Regions from separate parts of the Mus musculus genome. Here regions 1, 2 and 3 are each linked to region 4. Evidence: chromatin contacts called from public HiChIP or PLAC-seq and promoter capture Hi-C data. All regions are on one chromosome and are shown on one strand. Each heading gives the region's core, a stretch centred on a gene start, on an enhancer-like site or on the middle of the called end of the contact. The rest is flanking DNA. Distances are from core to core; before and after follow the strand shown.

Region 1 (2,700 bases), core at 72-2,571, 370 kb before region 4:
GTACCAAAACCACGGACTGGGCTGAGGTTTCGGCCCTCCCACCACCATTCTCTCCATCTGTACCCACCATCTCATGGGAAACCCCAGTACATCAAAAGGGTACTCATAACTATCAGAAACAGCCTTTGTGGTAAGGCAGGTCAAAAATTCCAAACTTTGGGCACGAGACAATCAAGGGTTTCAAGCAAGGGTTTTCTTGAGGTTAGGCAAGAAGGCGCCAGGTATAATTCAATGATTAAATCTACAAGGCTGCGACATCCCCACCCCCCACCCCCAACGAATGTGGGATCGGCGTAGATCTCGTGTTTATTTCCGCTCTGGACACTCATTGCTTTTATAATCAGAGCAAAAGTTATACGAACTTTATTTCTGCTGCTAAATCACAGAACACCAATCTGATGCACTAACAAGGGAAGAATAAACACGAATAAAGCCCAGCATGGTATTCCCTTTCAAATCTCATAGCTCCACGAGGCTCCACAACCTTCTGCGCACGCAGAGCGGCCAGCCAGCTCTCCGCCACTCCTCCCGCGCGGCATCTGCAGGCGCCCCACACCCGGGAAGGGCCAGCGCCAGCCAGCCCCACAGTCCGCACCGCTAAGCCCCCCAAACCTGCATACTACAACGCCAGATCCCAGCTGGGAGCCTCCTGGCCCCCAAACCCTCTAACAAGACACACTGGGCGGCGCAGGGCGGCTTCACGGTAAACAGCACTTGCAGAACAACGCTCCTCTATCCTAACCGCTCCCACCCGCACACCCCAGCGCTGTCACCTCGGGGCTGCGCGGTCACTCGATCACCAAGACAGAAACTGGAGTTTTCAATTTCATCCTCCAGGAGGGCTCTCCGAAGAAGTTGAAATGTGCATTGTCACCAAGTTTAACCCAAAGCCGCGCTCTCTTCGCTCCTTCTCAGAACCGCGCGGGTGGCGCCGCGACCCCCTCCGCCCTCCCCGCGCCCCGGGCCCTAGCGACCACGATCCGCAGCCCAGGTCGGGCTGTGACCACAGAGGGCAGGGAACCGGGAGCTCAAGGGGCTCGGAGCTGCTCCAGGCTAGCCGCGCCCCAGAGCCCGGGATGCTGCCCAAAGCCACAGCGCGCGCGGGGATAGGGTGCGCCGTCCGACCCTAGGCTCCTACCTGGCTCGCATGGCGCCCCACGGGTCCTGCGGTTCTCTTGTCCTGTGGGGCTCACCCGGCCGGGGGCGCGCGCGACTCCCGGTACCGCGGCCTCAGCGATCGAGGCAGCAGAGGTGGTGAGGTGCCCAGACGCCGCGACAGCCCAGAGCGCTCGGCCCCCGCCAGCGGGCGCAGAGGTGGTCTGGGCCGGGGCGGGGCGCGAGCGCGGGCGGGGCCGGGGCGCAAACAGCGGGCTCCAGGAGGGCGGAGCGCAAGCAGAGACCGCGGGAGGGGCGGGGCCAAAGCTGGGGGCGGAGCGAGGAAGAGGCGGGTCAAGCTCAGGCTGGGGCGTAGGGACCGGGGGCGGAATCGCACTCTCAAGGCGGAGTCTTTGTCGGAGAGGCGGGGCCTAGACGATACTGGGGCAAAAGTGGGCGGGGTGTGCTCAAATGAGCGTGGTCAATATGAGGTTGGAGCAAGTAGGGGCTGTGCCTCGAGCTGGGGGAGGGCAGTTCTTAGTAAAGGCGGGGCCTGGATGAAGGGGGCGGGATGTCCCGGAGGGGCGGGGCCGACTGAGCCGCTGATTTACTTAAAGAAGCGGCTTGGCTTACTGGCGCCTCCAGTGCTCCGGCGCGATTCCCGCCAACACTCCTTGTCTCCTTCCTTAACAGCGCCAGTTAAGAGAGTGGGGTTAGGGCCTCGGGATCTTTACCCCTGGACCCAGAAATGAGCAAAGATGATGGAGACCTCCGGTGCTCTGTTTTGGGGAAGCCTCTGATCCCCCGGGAGTGGTTAAGCAGTAAAACCGAGAAAAAACAAACAAAACTCAGCTTAGGGAACAACTACAAGTGGAGGAGAGCTGCCTGCGAGGCAGATTGCAACTGAATACATGTCAGCATAGTTACACTTCCTCTGCCCAGACTCACATACAGAAGTAGACGCTCGATGCGAGCTCAGTGAATGAACACACTGCGAGGCAGCGGAGCAAAAGCCCAAGCTCATGAGTCATCTCTCACGGGAGTAGACAGAGGCCTGTAGGGGTTGATTGCCTCAGTGAGGTCGAACCAGCCTTTGACTGCTGTGGTGGTGAGGCCAGGGAATGAAGGCTTCCACTTGGAACCAGTGGCAATCATGTCTTCAATGTTGCCACAGATCCAAATCCAGCAGCCCACTGAGTCCATCTTCACTATCATCGCTGGCGACAGATACCATTTATATTTTCTAAGTGACTTCAGACGTTAACACAGATTATCATATTCGGCAAGATCACATGGGAGAGGGCTTCAGAGTCGGAATACTAGCCAGTTTTCTATCTCCCGTGTTCTTTATGCTCCCCTTCCACTCCACCCTTGCACTCGGGCTGCCCGCCTTCCCCCACCCCCACCCCCACCCCGCTCTAGATGTAGTCCTAGTGGAGTCAGGTAGACATACTGGTCAACCTAAGGCTAAGAGGGTAGAATTTCATATTCTCTTAGAACATGGAAACGAGTACAATTACTCCTTAAGTGTAGCTGTCGACCTTAAAAGAAGCAGTCTCCTGAAGGTGCAAGTGACTTACATGGTTGGAGGGGGTGGGGGTGGAG
Region 2 (2,700 bases), core at 72-2,571, 310 kb before region 4:
ATATGCATAAGGAAAACAGGACATATATACACAATTGAATATACTATTCAGCCCTAAGAAAGGCAATCCTAACATTTGAGACAATTTAAATGAACCTGACATTATGGTATATGAAGAGGTTAGACAAAGAAAGGCAAATACATCATGACCTCAGTGATGTGTGGAATCTAAAAAATATGAGTTCAATACACACACACACACACACACACACGCACATGCACACACATATAGAGAGAGACAGAGACAGAGAGAGACAGAGAAAGAGTAGAACGGTGACTGGATTGTTGAAGGAGGAACTTTGGGGAGTGTCAGTGGAGGAAGACAAACATGATTGGACATAAAGAGTAACTTCAAGAGACTTACCACACGCTACAGCACCAGTATAGTAATAGTTAATATACATATTATGTTCTCAGAAAATGCTAAGAGTTTATATAGTCTCACTTCAAATACTAACTATGCAAAACAACACATACATTAATTAACCAAATTATTCATTGCACAATGTGTATATACTTTGGAATGGCATGCAGTACATGATAATTTATACAATTTTATCTGCCAATTAAAAATGGCTTTTGAGGTGAAGATTATTTTTGGATGAATCAAGATATTTTGGTTATTGTGTTCTAGCGCTGGCTGTGGGCGTGAGAAGAAATCCAGCACAAAAAATCTCTATTAGACGATGCCCTGGGTCACTATAGCGAGGCTCCATCTCCCTCACTGGTCTCTACAGGATACATATGTCTGAGGTGGCCTGGGAAAATTTATTTGTTTTACTTGCCTTTAAATTTCACGGAGTCCAGAAGGCACTTAAAGGAAGGAACTTAGATCACATGTGTCAGAATCCATCTAGTTTCTTGACAGTGAACCACCAGAGCCTGCTGCCTCTAAGAATTAGGGATAGAAAGTCACCTGCAATTTCAGAAAAAACAAAAAACAAAAAACAAAAAACAAGAGTGTTTGCTGAGGAGGGGAGGGAACCCACAGAGGGTTCCTGAGTGGGAAAGCCGCCAAGGAGCTGGAGTTGAGGACCGTGGGCATGGGAAGGCAGTGAGTACCATATCTGATGCTGAAGAAATGGAGCGCTGCTGGCTGAGTAGACCAGGAGCCTGAGAAACATCCCCGCTACTGAGATAGAAGCCAATGGTCTGAAAAAGAGATGGAGGGGAAAGGAAGGGAAGAGGTGTGAGCAGCCCGGAGAGGGGGAGACCTCGTGCACTTCAGGAGGTCGAAACCAAAAGGGAGACGAAGAAAGACAGATGTTTTTTGAGTTAAAGATGGAGTTCGCCCTCCAGGGTCACTAGAACAAAATGGCCTCAGTTAAGAGTCCACACCTAGACTTGGCACCACGAGGCTTCCTTATTCAGGAACAGAGAAGGAACATCGGAACACTGAGTTTCAGGTTGGGGGTGGAGTAACCGCTTTGAAATCAGAAGCAAAACTGGGAACCGCAGAGAGGTAAGGGGAACAGACCCTTTCACTTCCAAGTTGCTTTTAGTTTTGGTTTTTATCATAGCAAAAGAAAGCCAGGCAGAACTGTAAAGAAGGGAGAAAACTTGTCGAATCAGAGAAAATGTTTTATTGTCAGAAATTAGAGAGACAGAGACAGACAGGGGCAAGGGTGAGGGTAGGGGTTGGTTTTTCCTTAATGCAACTCGGAGAAATGTCTTTCCTATCCGGCTTCCAGAAGCTTCCTTGCCTGCGCGTTAGACCTGCTTCTGTGCTGAGTTTTTATATCCTGCCCAGGCTTGGTCACAGAAACCGCCCCGTGCCTCTCCTAGTTTCCACAGCTCCCAGGCACGCAGGTACTTTGGGCGGTGTCTGCACTTTTGCTTGGAGGAGTGCTCTGACCTCATGACTCAGCAGATGCCACGCTTAATTGGAGGTCTGGGAGGGGACGGTAGTTGGCTCCCTTGTGTTTCTCTCCAAAATGGTCCAAGTTTAACGGCTGCCTGTGCTGATCCTGAGCAGGTGTGTGATGGCTGAGAAGGCGTTTTCAGAGCATACAATAGCCTGTTTACCTGCTGTCTTCCCCTCCAACCCCCCTCCTTTAACTATTTCCTCCCTATCCTCCAGAGAGTCTGTCTGTGCCTGAGAATTAAGCTTTTGCCTTCACTTCGTTTTTATATATGGAATCTAATTAAACCTTTCAATTTGATTTTATGTGTGTCTGTATATGGTATATACATGAGGTGTGCACTCAACTGTGTTTGCCCATAGGCTGAAGGTCCATACCAGGTCTCCTCTTCTGGTTTCCATTTTATTCCCTGATACAACCCTCCCTAGATCATCATATCCTGAACTCACAGCCAGGAGAAACATATTTTCTTAATAAAGCACCTCTATTGTTATTGCTAGATCCTTAGTGTGTTTTCTGGTTATGGTAGATTTCAACTTATTTTTCTTGTTTCTCCTCCAGTCGGTGCTGATTGGTCAGTGTTTTCCACATGTTTTCTGGGATGCCTGTCTGACCTTGTCTGGCTGACCAGGCGCAGTGCTAGGGAGATCCTCTGTGTTTTTGAGGTAATTTTGGCTATGCTAAAGGTGTCTTGGAGTGGGGGCTTCCTGCCAGGTGCTCTCCTCTGCCTGTTAATTTTAGTCCAGTGCCCAGTCCCCCACTCTGTCTACAGAGCGTGCTAATCTCTGATTTAGGCTCTGATTTTCTGAATACCACATTGGGTCCCCTGGCCTCACCTC
Region 3 (2,700 bases), core at 184-2,683, 340 kb before region 4:
TAGTCTATAGATAGCCACGCTTGCCTCTTGCGTCTGAGGTAAACACGTCTTCAGGAGTCATCCAGGTTGCTGTCTGAGTCAGACCTTTGTCTTTCCCTATAGTTAAGTGTAGCAGTCACTGGGTACAGTAGGAAACACTGCCGGGTTTGGTTTCTTCTCTTGATTTTCCTGGTAATGGATATTTGAGTCATTTTCTATTTTCCTGTCTGGGTTGTTATGATTAAAGGTGCTACGAATGCTTTTCTATGTGTCCTTTGTGAACACGGTGCTTCTGCTTACTGTGGGTAGAGTTTACGTAGCAGTAGATTTGTGGGAACAAAGGGGAGAGAGATGTTTGGCTTGTAAGAAAGTCCTAAAACAACTTTCTAAGGAAACAGACTGGCCTCACAATTCTGCCAGGGCTCCTTTTTTCCAACACTGCCACCTCCAGCCTTTGTAATAGGTGTGGAGTGGGGTCCTTTCAACACATCCATTGACCATGCTCTTTCTAGAGAGGCTTTTTTTCTTTTTTTTTTAGAAAGAAGTACAGCCATGAAGTACAGTGCAAAGCTCTGAAAGGGGACAAAACACTTCAGGCAGCACACAGCTGCTGCAGGGGACTGGGAAGTTGTCCAGTCAGGTGGAGGAAGCAGGAAGTGTGTCTGTATTTACCACGTCTTACAATGCTTGGCCAGGCGTTGCCCTGTTCCGTTGACCTGTATTTGGAGATGGGTTTTGGGAGACAGGTCATTTTGGTTATGTCTGAGGAGACCTCCCATCCAGGGGAGCCTGGCTTGGTTACTGCAGACTCTTAAACAATGTCAGAAGACTTCTCGAGGGGATAGGATTGCCCATGCTGATTTAAGTTTTTCTTCATATTTTGTTGGTGGGAACCAAACCGAGGACATGCAAAGTGCATATTCTACCACTGAGCTAGACACCAGCTCCATATAGATTTCTGAATGGAGGAGTGAGGCTGTTTGAGGTACTCAGATGTCTTCAAGAGGAGAGGTGGTAACATCTCTCGCCCGCAACTCAGAGGTCTCTAGGGTAGAGAACAAAGGACATAGAAAATACAGACAGGGTGCCCAACCCTGGAACATAACCCATATGCTAGTTTTCTCAAGTCTAATTCAGTTCTCAAACATATTCCAGACAAATCAGGATGAGATGGTCACACTGTGTGCAGACACAGATGGAGGTCTGAATCTCTCAATTATCCTTAGGTGTAGTCCCATTCCAGGGAGGTATGGACCTACTACACGCTCTGATATGACAAAGGTCACTCCAAGATTGAGATTCTTTTCTCATAGAGTTGAGCCCTAAAGGAAAAAGAAACCCATGAAACCTTCACAGTTTTACTTGGAGCCCCAGCTGGGACAGGAGCCCTGTGCATTCTGTGTGGACATTTAAGTCCCAAATCACCACAGGAAACTGGAGTCTGTACATGATCTCATCAGCTTCTCTGGGGAATTCCCAGCTGTGGCTGGGGACGAGGAGTGTGGGAGGAAGCTTGTTGTCTTGCTGATGGTGGTCACAGCCAAACAAAGAATCGGGTGAAGTACTACTGTGCTTGTAGCTTGTTTCCAGAGCGACACCACTTGCACCATTCCCCCTCGACAGGTCTGGAAAGTTAAAAACATTACCAAGCACAGTTCTGAAAAGCAAAGGGCTTTCCTTTTTCTTATTGGTGTTTGGGGCTGGATACTTAGAAAGTGCAGAGAATCCGTTACTGTCGCCAGGCATCTCCATGAGACATGTATTGTAAGAGCAATTTAAATTCATCTCTCTCAGTGAATTTTTGGTATCCATACAACATTAAAATATGGTTCTTGAGCTGAGCCTATGATGTCCAGACCAGTTCCTGTTGCTATAGGCAGCTACTTATCTCTTTTATCTTTTTCTCCCCTTGTCCCTGATAGTCACATTTTTTAAAACAAAATGATGTATGTTTATTTATGTATTTTTTGTGGGTGGAAGCCAGGGGATGCCTTGTAGGACGAGTTGGTTCTCTCTTTCCACCATGTGGATTCAGGGATAAAACTCAGTCCTTAGGCTTAGTGACAAATGCCCCCCCCCCCCCAGCCCTGATAACCACGGCCTTCCTCTTTAAGTATTAGACTTTGCTTACATCTACACATCGTGAGAATATGTAGTCATTTTCGTTTCCCTGCCTTATTTTACTGAGTGTGCTGTCTTCTGTTTATCTTCATCTATGTTGGATACAGCATCTCTTTTGTAAAGGTCGAATGATACTCTCTTCCACAGATATTAAGATAATCTATCCCTACTATCTATTTATCATCTTTATCTATCATCTATTTTTCTATCATTTACCTATCATCTATCATCTGTCATCTATTATCAGTCTTATCTATCATGTATCTATCTACCTATCATCTATATATTACCTATTATCTATCTATCTATCTATCTATCTATCTATCTATCTATCTTCTATCATTTATCTTTCCTCCTCTTCCTCTTCTTCTTCCTTTTCTTCTTCATTATCTTCATCATCCACCTTCTCCCAGCAGGATTGCTGCTGCATCCTGCTGTTCATATCTCACGCAGGTAGACATGAATGGGGTCCAGGAAGTTGTCCTTTGTTTTTCAATATGTGTTTTGAGTGACAGACAAGTGCTATTATACATGACATCTACATTACATAATGAACTCATATCAAAGAAGTAGAAAGACTGACTATAGGAAGGAAATGAA
Region 4 (2,700 bases), core at 50-2,549:
GCTGGACAGGTAATCTGAGTGGACCTTGCCAGCACCAACATCCATCACCAGTCCCTGGGCTTGAGTCTAGCTGGTGGAAGCCTAGACTGGCTTTTGGAGTTGTGAGAATTAAAAGATGGAATTGAACAGGTGTGATTTTTCTCACAGGCTTTAGTACAAATGAAATCATGTATTATAACAGCATTAGAAAGGAAGGTTCCTCTCTCTCTCTCTCTCTCTCTCTCTGTGTGTGTGTGTATATATATAATTTTTAAGATCACAAATGATAAGCATTTTTATTTTCTTTCCCTGGATTACATTTGCAACCTTTTCTGACCCAGAAGCCTGACCTACACAAATGTAAACCATTTTCCCCTTGGCTGTCATCTCTAGTTCCCATCATCATCAAACCTGTGTCACTCATAATCACCCCCCCCCCGACTTCCCTCCACATGCAGAAATAATATTCATTTGCTACGTTTTACAAGGTAGGATAAAACCACTGAATGGAGTCACGAAATGGAACCCAGAAAATATGTATTTGTGACTCATCACACCACCAGCTCCAAGCTAGCTAGGGTCTTCTAGTGACCTAGCTTTCCTGAAGCCTGGTCAGGTGATTTGGACCTCCCCCATCCCCTACCCTCACCCCATCCCTGGTAGGTTCTCAAGGTAGAATGACAAAGGTTGCTTTAAGACTAACCTAATCTGGGATGTCAGCAGAGTGGAGGGGGTGGGGAAGGGGTGGGGAAGCATAAAGCAAGGCTCCAAAATGGGTGTCTGAGAAAGAAATGTCTGGAGTTATCTAGGCAGGTGGGTGGTAGGTAGTCTTAACTGAGCCTCCTGGGCACACCCTAGACTTAGGGAGCATACGCATCAAGGAAGAATAGGGACCAAGACACTAGGGCACCAAAGAGCGTGAAACCACGCGGTGGAAATGGATTAGGAGTGGGCAGCAGCAGGGCTGCAGGCTCAAGGAGGTCAGCTCCTCTCCTCCGCCCTCCTGCGTCGGTGCCGCAGTCTCACCGCCCTAGCCCTCTGCAGTCGCTGCCTTTGCCCGGCCAGCTGCGGGCTAGGCCCCGGGCGGGGGTTCCGGAGCCCGGAGCTATTTTTAAAAGACGCGTCACCGGATTGGGGAGGAAGAGTCCGCGTCCAGGCCCACAGTCGGCGCGCGGCCGGCGGGAAGGGTCGCCTGGGCGAGTTTCGAACGATCGGAGCGCGCGAAAAGACGCAACCGACCGAGAAGACCCCGCCTGACCCCGGGAGACCGCGGGGCGTGGCGGGCGAGGGGCGTGGCCTGTGGGCGGGACTAGAGGGGCGGGGCCGGCGCCCTCCGGCCGCAGCAGGCTGGTGGCGGCGGCGGCGGTAGCAGCAGCGCCTAGTACTGCAGGGACAGCAAGGCAGCTACGCTAACTCGGACGCCGGGGAAGCCCGCGCCCCGCCTGCGCCTTTGCGGCGCTCCCGGGAGCCGGAGCTAGAGCAGCTCCGAGGTGCGCCGAGACCAGAGGCTGCTGCAGAGCCGCGGTGCGGGAGAGCCGCAGGTCGAGCCGGGCTACCGCGCAAGGCGCAGACATCCTACACCGCGGCGTCTGTCCGTGGCGGCTGCGCGAGAGACAAAGCCTCCGGAGAAAGATGCCCGCGGAGCACGCACCAGGCGGGCCAGGGAGCCGGCCCCTCCGAGCCTAAGCGCGCCTGGCCGTGCGCCGCGGGGACGCCGAGACCCCACCGGGTCCAGCAACGGGCGGGGCCCAGGTGCGCCCGGCCGCAGAGGGCCTGTGACTGCTCGGGGGGCGGCGCCCTCCCGCCGCAGCCGCAGTCGCAGTGGCCGGCGCCGCAGCGAGGAGCCATGGGCAACATCTCCTCCAACATCTCGGCCTTCCAGTCTCTGCACATCGTTATGCTGGGCTTGGACTCGGCCGGCAAGACTACGGTGCTCTACCGGCTCAAGTTCAACGAATTCGTGAACACTGTGCCCACTATCGGCTTCAACACCGAGAAGATCAAACTGAGCAACGGCACTGCCAAGGGCATCAGCTGCCACTTCTGGGACGTGGGCGGCCAGGAGAAGCTACGGCCGCTGTGGAAGTCCTACAGCCGCTGCACGGACGGCATCATCTACGTGGTGGATTCGGTGGACGTGGACCGGCTGGAGGAGGCCAAGACGGAGCTGCACAAGGTGACCAAGTTTGCGGAGAACCAGGGCACACCGCTCCTGGTTATCGCCAACAAGCAGGATCTGCCTAAGTCGCTGCCGGTGGCCGAGATTGAGAAGCAACTGGCGCTGCACGAGCTCATCCCGGCCACCACCTACCATGTCCAGCCGGCGTGCGCCATCATCGGCGAGGGCCTCACCGAGGGCATGGACAAGCTCTATGAGATGATCCTGAAACGCAGGAAGTCTCTCAAGCAGAAGAAGAAGCGGTAATGCGCTAGAGCAGCGATCTGGAGCAAGGCTGAGCGAGCAAGCCAGTGAGTGAATGAATGGACGTCTGGGTTGAGCGAGAACCCGCGAACAAAGACAACGAACCAAAGCGATGATTCGAATTTTTAAAACACGATCTCTGTATCCAAATACAGGACTTGGAGACTTAAGCCGGGTGTGGAGGCTGCATAGCCACCCATCTCGTCACCTGCCCCACCCCCCCACCCCAGCTCAGAGGACCTTTTGTCTATAATGCTTGAGCTACCGGTGGGATAGGGTGGGGGGGACCGGTGGGGAGT

Evidence for each region. Promoter capture Hi-C pulls out the DNA fragments that hold promoters and counts their contacts. HiChIP or PLAC-seq counts read pairs in DNA pulled down with a chosen protein or histone mark.
Region 1: a contact with region 4 is called in a FOXA1 HiChIP or PLAC-seq map of pancreatic cancer cells. The contact joins the promoter of Sh3bp4 here to the promoter of Arl4c in region 4. A contact is called at or near these places in 12 of 39 promoter capture datasets (the 3T3-L1 cell line, embryonic stem cells, frontonasal cranial neural crest and 7 more), 1 of 15 datasets of contacts at CTCF or cohesin (the NIH/3T3 cell line), 6 of 484 Hi-C or Micro-C datasets (the MNK3 cell line, embryonic stem cells and regulatory T cells), 17 of 115 datasets of contacts at active chromatin or transcription factors (DN3 thymocytes, the NIH/3T3 cell line, T-cell acute lymphoblastic leukemia and 13 more) and 3 of 9 other capture datasets (adipose tissue, embryonic stem cells and liver).
Region 2: a promoter capture Hi-C map of liver shows a contact between it and region 4, with 9 times the contacts expected there. The contact joins the promoter of 1700067G17Rik here to the promoter of Arl4c in region 4. A contact is called at or near these places in 8 of 39 promoter capture datasets (the 3T3-L1 cell line, the SN4741 cell line, embryonic stem cells and 4 more) and 1 of 115 datasets of contacts at active chromatin or transcription factors (bone marrow-derived dendritic cells).
Region 3: a contact with region 4 is called in an H3K27ac HiChIP or PLAC-seq map of bone marrow-derived dendritic cells, with 13 times the contacts expected there. The contact joins the enhancer-like site here to the promoter of Arl4c in region 4. A contact is called at or near these places in 7 of 39 promoter capture datasets (embryonic stem cells, epiblast stem cells, hippocampal neurons and 2 more) and 2 of 115 datasets of contacts at active chromatin or transcription factors (bone marrow-derived dendritic cells and pro-B cells).

The regions. Positions count from the first base shown.
Region 1 is chr1:89,069,036-89,071,735 of GRCm38.p6, reverse strand. It overlaps Sh3bp4 (SH3-domain binding protein 4), which reads right to left and starts at 1,321. Exons shown (of 6, transcript NM_133816.3): 1 at 1,139-1,321.
Region 2 is chr1:89,014,734-89,017,433 of GRCm38.p6, reverse strand. It overlaps 1700067G17Rik (RIKEN cDNA 1700067G17 gene), which reads right to left and starts at 1,321. Exons shown (of 3, transcript NR_040471.1): 1 at 1,062-1,321; 2 at 785-888. It overlaps Gm34194 (a long non-coding RNA gene), which reads left to right and starts at 1,256. Exons shown (of 9, transcript XR_003947921.1): 1 at 1,256-1,461.
Region 3 is chr1:89,040,229-89,042,928 of GRCm38.p6, reverse strand. No RefSeq gene overlaps it. Among named protein-coding and RNA genes, the nearest start is that of Gm34194, 25 kb to the right of the region's middle. Within about 2 kb of position 1,433, at least 63 of the 459 cell types and tissues checked have an H3K27ac peak or open chromatin away from gene starts, as enhancers often do. A contact at or near this core is called in bone marrow-derived dendritic cells, where this site is marked.
Region 4 is chr1:88,700,790-88,703,489 of GRCm38.p6, reverse strand. It overlaps Arl4c (ADP-ribosylation factor-like 4C), which reads left to right and starts at 1,299. Exons shown (of 1, transcript NM_177305.4): 1 at 1,299-2,700. The coding sequence starts at 1,826. The coding sequence ends at 2,404.